2 separate regions of the Mus musculus genome follow, and region 1 is linked to region 2. A link is a contact called in public HiChIP or PLAC-seq data. All regions are on one chromosome and are shown on one strand. Each heading gives the region's core, a stretch centred on a gene start, on an enhancer-like site or on the middle of the called end of the contact. The rest is flanking DNA. Distances are from core to core; before and after follow the strand shown.

Region 1 (2,738 bases), core at 167-2,666, 420 kb after region 2:
GACTGGCCTCTCACTGCTTGTAGCACTAAGCATCTTGGGGTGACTCTCTTCCCAGCTTACCTCCCTCCTCCTTCCCCCCTCTTCTTCCTCCCTCCCTGCAGTGGAAGGTTATGAGAGATAGTTTAAAACTTTCACCTTATAAGAACTGACCCTGGTTTATGACCAGTTTTCTCATTTTCAACATTCTATTGCCACTAACACTAATATTAAAGAGATTCTAACATTATTACAAAGGTTAGATCCCAAAACATTATTTTTCTTCATAATACTAAATTAGAGTCTTGTGGTTGCTGTGTTAACGAGTATTAATGGGTCATCACCATCCAGCAGGGACAGGAACTGAGGACTGTCACGCATTCCTCCTAAGTGTGCAAACTAGTAAAGCCTTTCCAGGGAACTAAATAATATGAACTACATACTTAAATACGCCATGCTGTCTGTGAACCAGCAATTCTGTTTTAGGTACCATCACAGGAGAGATATCATTCTATACAGACAAAGATACAACCTTACACAGTTGTAAAACTGAAACCTTAGCCTTAGCTCATCAGTAAAAAACAGCTGTAGCAATACCACACCATAGAGGCCCAGACCCACTGATCCATAAGCACACTGCCAGCTAAGATAGATTTGGATCCTTGAACACACAGAATTAGTCCCAAATGACCCGTAAAGGGCCAACATGAGTGTCTTCCATGGAAGAGAAGGGGTATGAGGAGTCAAGATGGGCAGGGCAGAGAAGGTCAAAGGCAACTGTACAGTCCTCGAGACTTTCAAGAGGCATTAGCAGGGTTAGTGGGCTAGTATTCTACACTAGTGTCAGAGCCTTAGTGATTCTGGCATGAACTTGGAAAGCCCCCACTCTCATGCTCTGGTGGGTCTGAACAGTGGCCTTGTGTTAAACTTTAGCCAGCACTGAGTCGCTATTCTCCCAGTCTTGGCTCTCTAGGAAGTTAGTAAAAGTTAGTAGAAAGTTAGTCTAACATAACACAGTCAGCCCAGCATCACAACAAACAGAGAATAAAACTAGTTAAGTCACAAATATCTTGAGGGCTTATCCTGACTCACAAGTATGTTGCTTTCAGAACTTAAGAAGCAGCAAGTCACTCAGAAGGGGCAGCAGCATTGGTTGTAGCAGAGCAATTTGCATCCTCGGCATTTCTTAAGAATTTACTTCAAATCCCGTATCAGCTGCCTGAACCCCACTTGTAAACACCCTTCTGAGAACGAGCACCAACTCTGCTCCATGGGAAACACCCAGCTCACACAAGCAAACTCAGGACCTGCTGCCTAATCACCATAAGCTCGTTTCACTCTATCATTTCTACCTTATTTACTTACTTACTCAGCTTTGTGTCACCTTGGCGACGACCTCACTATGTATGCACCCCAGGCTGGCCTCAGTCTTCACTGCCTGGATTACAAGTCTGAGTCACCATGCTTCGCTCTGAAAGCTCACCGTAAAGGGGAGCATTCTGAGCAGGGCATGGCTGTTCACACATCTAATCCTGGCACTCAAGCCGAGGAAAGAAGACTGACTGATGGCAAGCTCAAGGCCAAACTGAATGAGAGTCAGAGTCTAAATTCTGTTATCTGTAGTTAACTGTCATCTACCATAGCAAGTGTCCTGGAAATGTACCGGGAACACAGACATGGCTTCTCTGCACAGTAGTAATCTTGTATTTTTCAGTCTGGGAAAGATGGGGGAGAGGGTGTCGGGGAGGGGGGGGGGGGAGGCAACTTCTTGATTTCAAAGAAAACTATACAATGCGCTGAGCCAGGCTGTTTCAAAGACCCTGCTGATGTGAAAATCAGGTTTTCAAGACCTTGCTTTGAAATTGTATCTGAGCACTTTGCCCAGTCAAGATCTCTTCCCCCAAAGCGCTGGCTTTCTGGAGGTGCAGTAGTACAGGCTGATGATGACCAGACCAGCTCCAGAGAACAAACCCAATGAAGCTCAAGGATGAGTAGCGGAAGCGCCTACCGTCAGGTCTTCTGCTGGGCTTCCAGCTGAGATGCTTGGTTGCCGGGTGCAGGGTTGACTCTGTCAGAAGCACATTCTGGGCTCCATCTGGAGGACCACGCAAGAAATGGGCTAAAATTCCATACAATAGAGGACTATTTCCGGAAGAAGACAAAACCAAAATCAATTTACTTCCCAGAAGTAGGAAAAGCTTACGACAATCACTTTAAAGGTAAACTCTGACACAGAAACGGCCATCTAACTCAATAAATTAAAAAAAAAAAAAAAAAAAAAAAGATTACCTAAGTGGCAAATGTTCACTCAATTTAAAAGTACCAATTACCTTGAGTGAGATCTTTTTAAAACCCTCAGAAAACACACTGCCACAATTAAGATCTTCTAAACTAAAACAAAATCCCAATTAATCTACTGGAATTCAGCTTGTTAACTCCAAGACCAGCCTAAGACGTTCCTAGAACCTAGAACTGGTTACACATCCACTGTCCTGTCAAGGTTATGCTCAAAAACCATGTGCTCTGCCTTCATATCTTGTTGGCGGACAGCCAGCTGCAGACCTTGAAGATCTGTTTCCTAAAGTTCCACAGATGTTTCTCTTCCATAAAGGCTGTAAGCAATCCCTAGGTTACATGTTTGGTATCCTGTTGACAATGTCAAGTCTCTAGCTATGTACCTTGCACATAGAAAATGGCATATGGGGCTGGTGAGATGGCTCAGTGGGTAAGAGCACCCGACTGCTCTTCCAAAGGTCCAGAGT
Region 2 (2,700 bases), core at 194-2,693:
ACAGGTTATATATTTTTAAAAACCTTCAAATTATATAACTTTACTTATGATTCTTTGATCCAAATTTATTTGATTTTTGAAAGTATTTCCAATATTGCTCTAGCCATATTTCTATAATAGATCATTTCATTCTTGAAGAGGAGAGAATTTTTAACAAGTTATATTTTAAGAGCCAGTCTTCTTAAGAATGCTAAAAGGTTATAAAACCAACAAAAACCCTGACGACACAGGTATATCAATCTTATTTTCTTCCTGGGGAATCTTGTCCAATTGAAACAATAGCCTTAAACATGTAATTTCTTTCCAACTCTTTTTCGAGACAGGGTTTCTCTGTATAGTCCTGGCTGATCCTGGAACTCACTCTGTAGACCAGGCTGGCCTCGAGCTCAGAAATCCACCTGCTTCTGCCTCCCGAGTGCTGGGATTAAAGGCGTGCGCCACCACGCCCGGCTCCAACTCTTTTTCTAAAAATTTATTTATTTACTTTTATTAGACATTTTCGTGATATACATTTTAAATGGTATCCCAAGTTGGAAAATTTGAGACTTGCTTAGAGGATAGACTGCTTGACTTCTATACAAGATATGCTGTTAACTGTTCATTATATACAGAAGGAAAATGTCACTGACTAAAACAGTATGAAGTGGCAAGGCAATATGTGGTGCATAAAATGTAAAAATATTCTACTAATAAGAAAGTGAGTGGCCAGTGGTGGTGGCACACAGTTTTTAATCCCAGCACTCAGGAAGCAGAGACAGGTGGATCTCTGAGTTCGAGGCCTGGACAGCCAGAGGTATCCAGAGAAACCCTGTCTCAAACAAACAAACAAACAAACCCTGATAAAAAGAACAGAAGCATTGAAGGAATACAGTGGGGAGTAGTAGAGAGCTTGTCTAACATGTATGAACTCTAAGTTCAATCTCTAGGACCACAAAAATAGTAGTAAAAAAAAAAAAGAAACACGATCAAAATAATGCTCCAAACTCATCTCTGAAAAGGTGCTAACCTGCACATGAAGTGTTCTGATCCTTTAACACTGAAAGAGGAAAAGGCAGGGGAAAAAGCTGAAGCAACTTTGCTACTCTCCTTGTGATCTGAGTTAGAGACCCAAAGTGCCAGAGCCCATGCATTACAGAACAGGGTGGAGATAGTTTGTGCCTGTAAAGCACTTCCTAGCCTCATATGCTAGACATTAGTGTGATTAAATATAAACACTCCTGAACACTGCTAAAAAGTGTTTAACGTGCTGTTAAACACTTTCAGCTCTTCTCGGGAGATTGAGATACTTTTGTGTAATTAGGAGAATAAACAAGTCCTTGTCCAGTTACAGCTGGAACAGAAGACAGGATCTGCTTCCTGTTCTGAGTGGTTAGAAAGTACTACAGGATTTCAAATCAGCAGGATTCATGCTGCAAGCAGGAAGGACACAAAGCATTCGTACCTGGGTGTGCTAGGCTTGATATTTACTTTATGGTGTGATACTTCCTCAATGCTTTTCTTGTACAGCTTATATTCAGGTCAAAGAACAATTTAAGGGAGTTGTACTGTTAACCTAAGTGTAGTTTCCTGGTTATAAAAGAAAAATTGTTTGCCTCAAGGAAGTTGAGCTAGGACTTTAATTATAGACTGTCTACTAACTTTCTGTGAAAATGACAGCCAGCTATTTCTTTTTCACTAATTGATAAATTTGCTTTAGCCTCAAACAAATTAATCATTCCAGCAATGATTAAAGCTGACATTTTCCTTTCATTTACTATATTATTTTTGTTGTTTGTTTGCTCTTGTTGTTTTTCTTTTCTCTCCCTCTCCTTTCTTTCTTCCTTTTTCTTTTTTTTTTTTTTTTCTTTTTTTTTTTGAAACAGGGAATCTCTATGTAATCCTAGCTTTCTTGAAACTCCCAATGTAGACAAGGCTGGCTTTCAACTCATGAGTTCTGCCTGTCTCTGTCTCCTGGGTGCTGGGATTAAATGCATACACCACTGTGCCCTACTCATTTACTGTATTATAAAAATTATAAACTGTACCAAACTAAAATATTTCTTACAATAAAACTCAGTCTACAGGAGAGATTACAGGTTTCAAGAATGATCTACTTTGCTATCCCGTTAGAATTATGAATTCACTAATGGCTTTTGATCACGGGTTATAGTTCTGAAAGGAGACCAGGTATGGTGGGACATGTCTGTAATCGAAAACTCAGAAGAATAAGGCCAGACAACTGCTACCAGTTGAAGGTAAGCTAACAACAAAAGTTCTGGGAGAGAAAGAAACTAGTAAGTTCCCCACTATCACCTACCAGCCAGTTCTCTAGTACTCTACTGAGTAACTACTTCAATTAACTTGGTACTCATTCAGAATAAACTTATAAGAAAGTAACTGTAAATTTTTGGGTTAAGAAACATTTATACCCTAACTAAAGGTACTGGTTCTCACTGGCACCTACCTGCCTTGGAGTGGCCCTGGAATATCCTCAGATACTGGCTTCTTTCCATTTTCCTCCTCTGTTCTTCTGGTTTAAAGGAAAGGAAAAGTTGACTGTATGTTTTAACCAATAAAGTTTCTAACATATGAACATGCGAACACGTGACTTTACCTAGAACAATCAGTGACTGATGGAAGATTTCAAACCCATTTATTTCATTTCCTTAGATCCCAAATACACTTGAGAGTTTCAAGAAAAGAATAAAAAAAAAAAAAAAA

The links. HiChIP or PLAC-seq counts read pairs in DNA pulled down with a chosen protein or histone mark.
Region 1: a FOXA1 HiChIP or PLAC-seq map of pancreatic cancer cells shows a contact between it and region 2. The contact joins two enhancer-like sites. A contact is called at or near these places in 1 of 39 promoter capture datasets (cranial neural crest), 3 of 484 Hi-C or Micro-C datasets (CD8 T cells, LSK cells and uterus), 2 of 115 datasets of contacts at active chromatin or transcription factors (embryonic stem cells and pancreatic cancer cells) and 1 of 9 other capture datasets (adipose tissue).

The regions. Positions count from the first base shown.
Region 1 is chr16:14,302,470-14,305,207 of GRCm38.p6, forward strand. Cep20 (centrosomal protein 20) reads right to left here. Exons shown (of 5, transcript NM_025345.2): 4 at 1,985-2,118. Among named protein-coding and RNA genes, the nearest start is that of Myh11, 12 kb to the left of the region's middle. Within about 2 kb of position 1,417, at least 59 of the 459 cell types and tissues checked have an H3K27ac peak or open chromatin away from gene starts, as enhancers often do. A contact at or near this core is called in pancreatic cancer cells, where this site is marked.
Region 2 is chr16:13,882,123-13,884,822 of GRCm38.p6, forward strand. Pdxdc1 (pyridoxal-dependent decarboxylase domain containing 1) reads right to left here. Exons shown (of 23, transcript NM_053181.3): 3 at 2,444-2,509. Among named protein-coding and RNA genes, the nearest start is that of Pdxdc1, 20 kb to the right of the region's middle. Within about 2 kb of position 1,444, at least 33 of the 459 cell types and tissues checked have an H3K27ac peak or open chromatin away from gene starts, as enhancers often do. A contact at or near this core is called in pancreatic cancer cells, where this site is marked.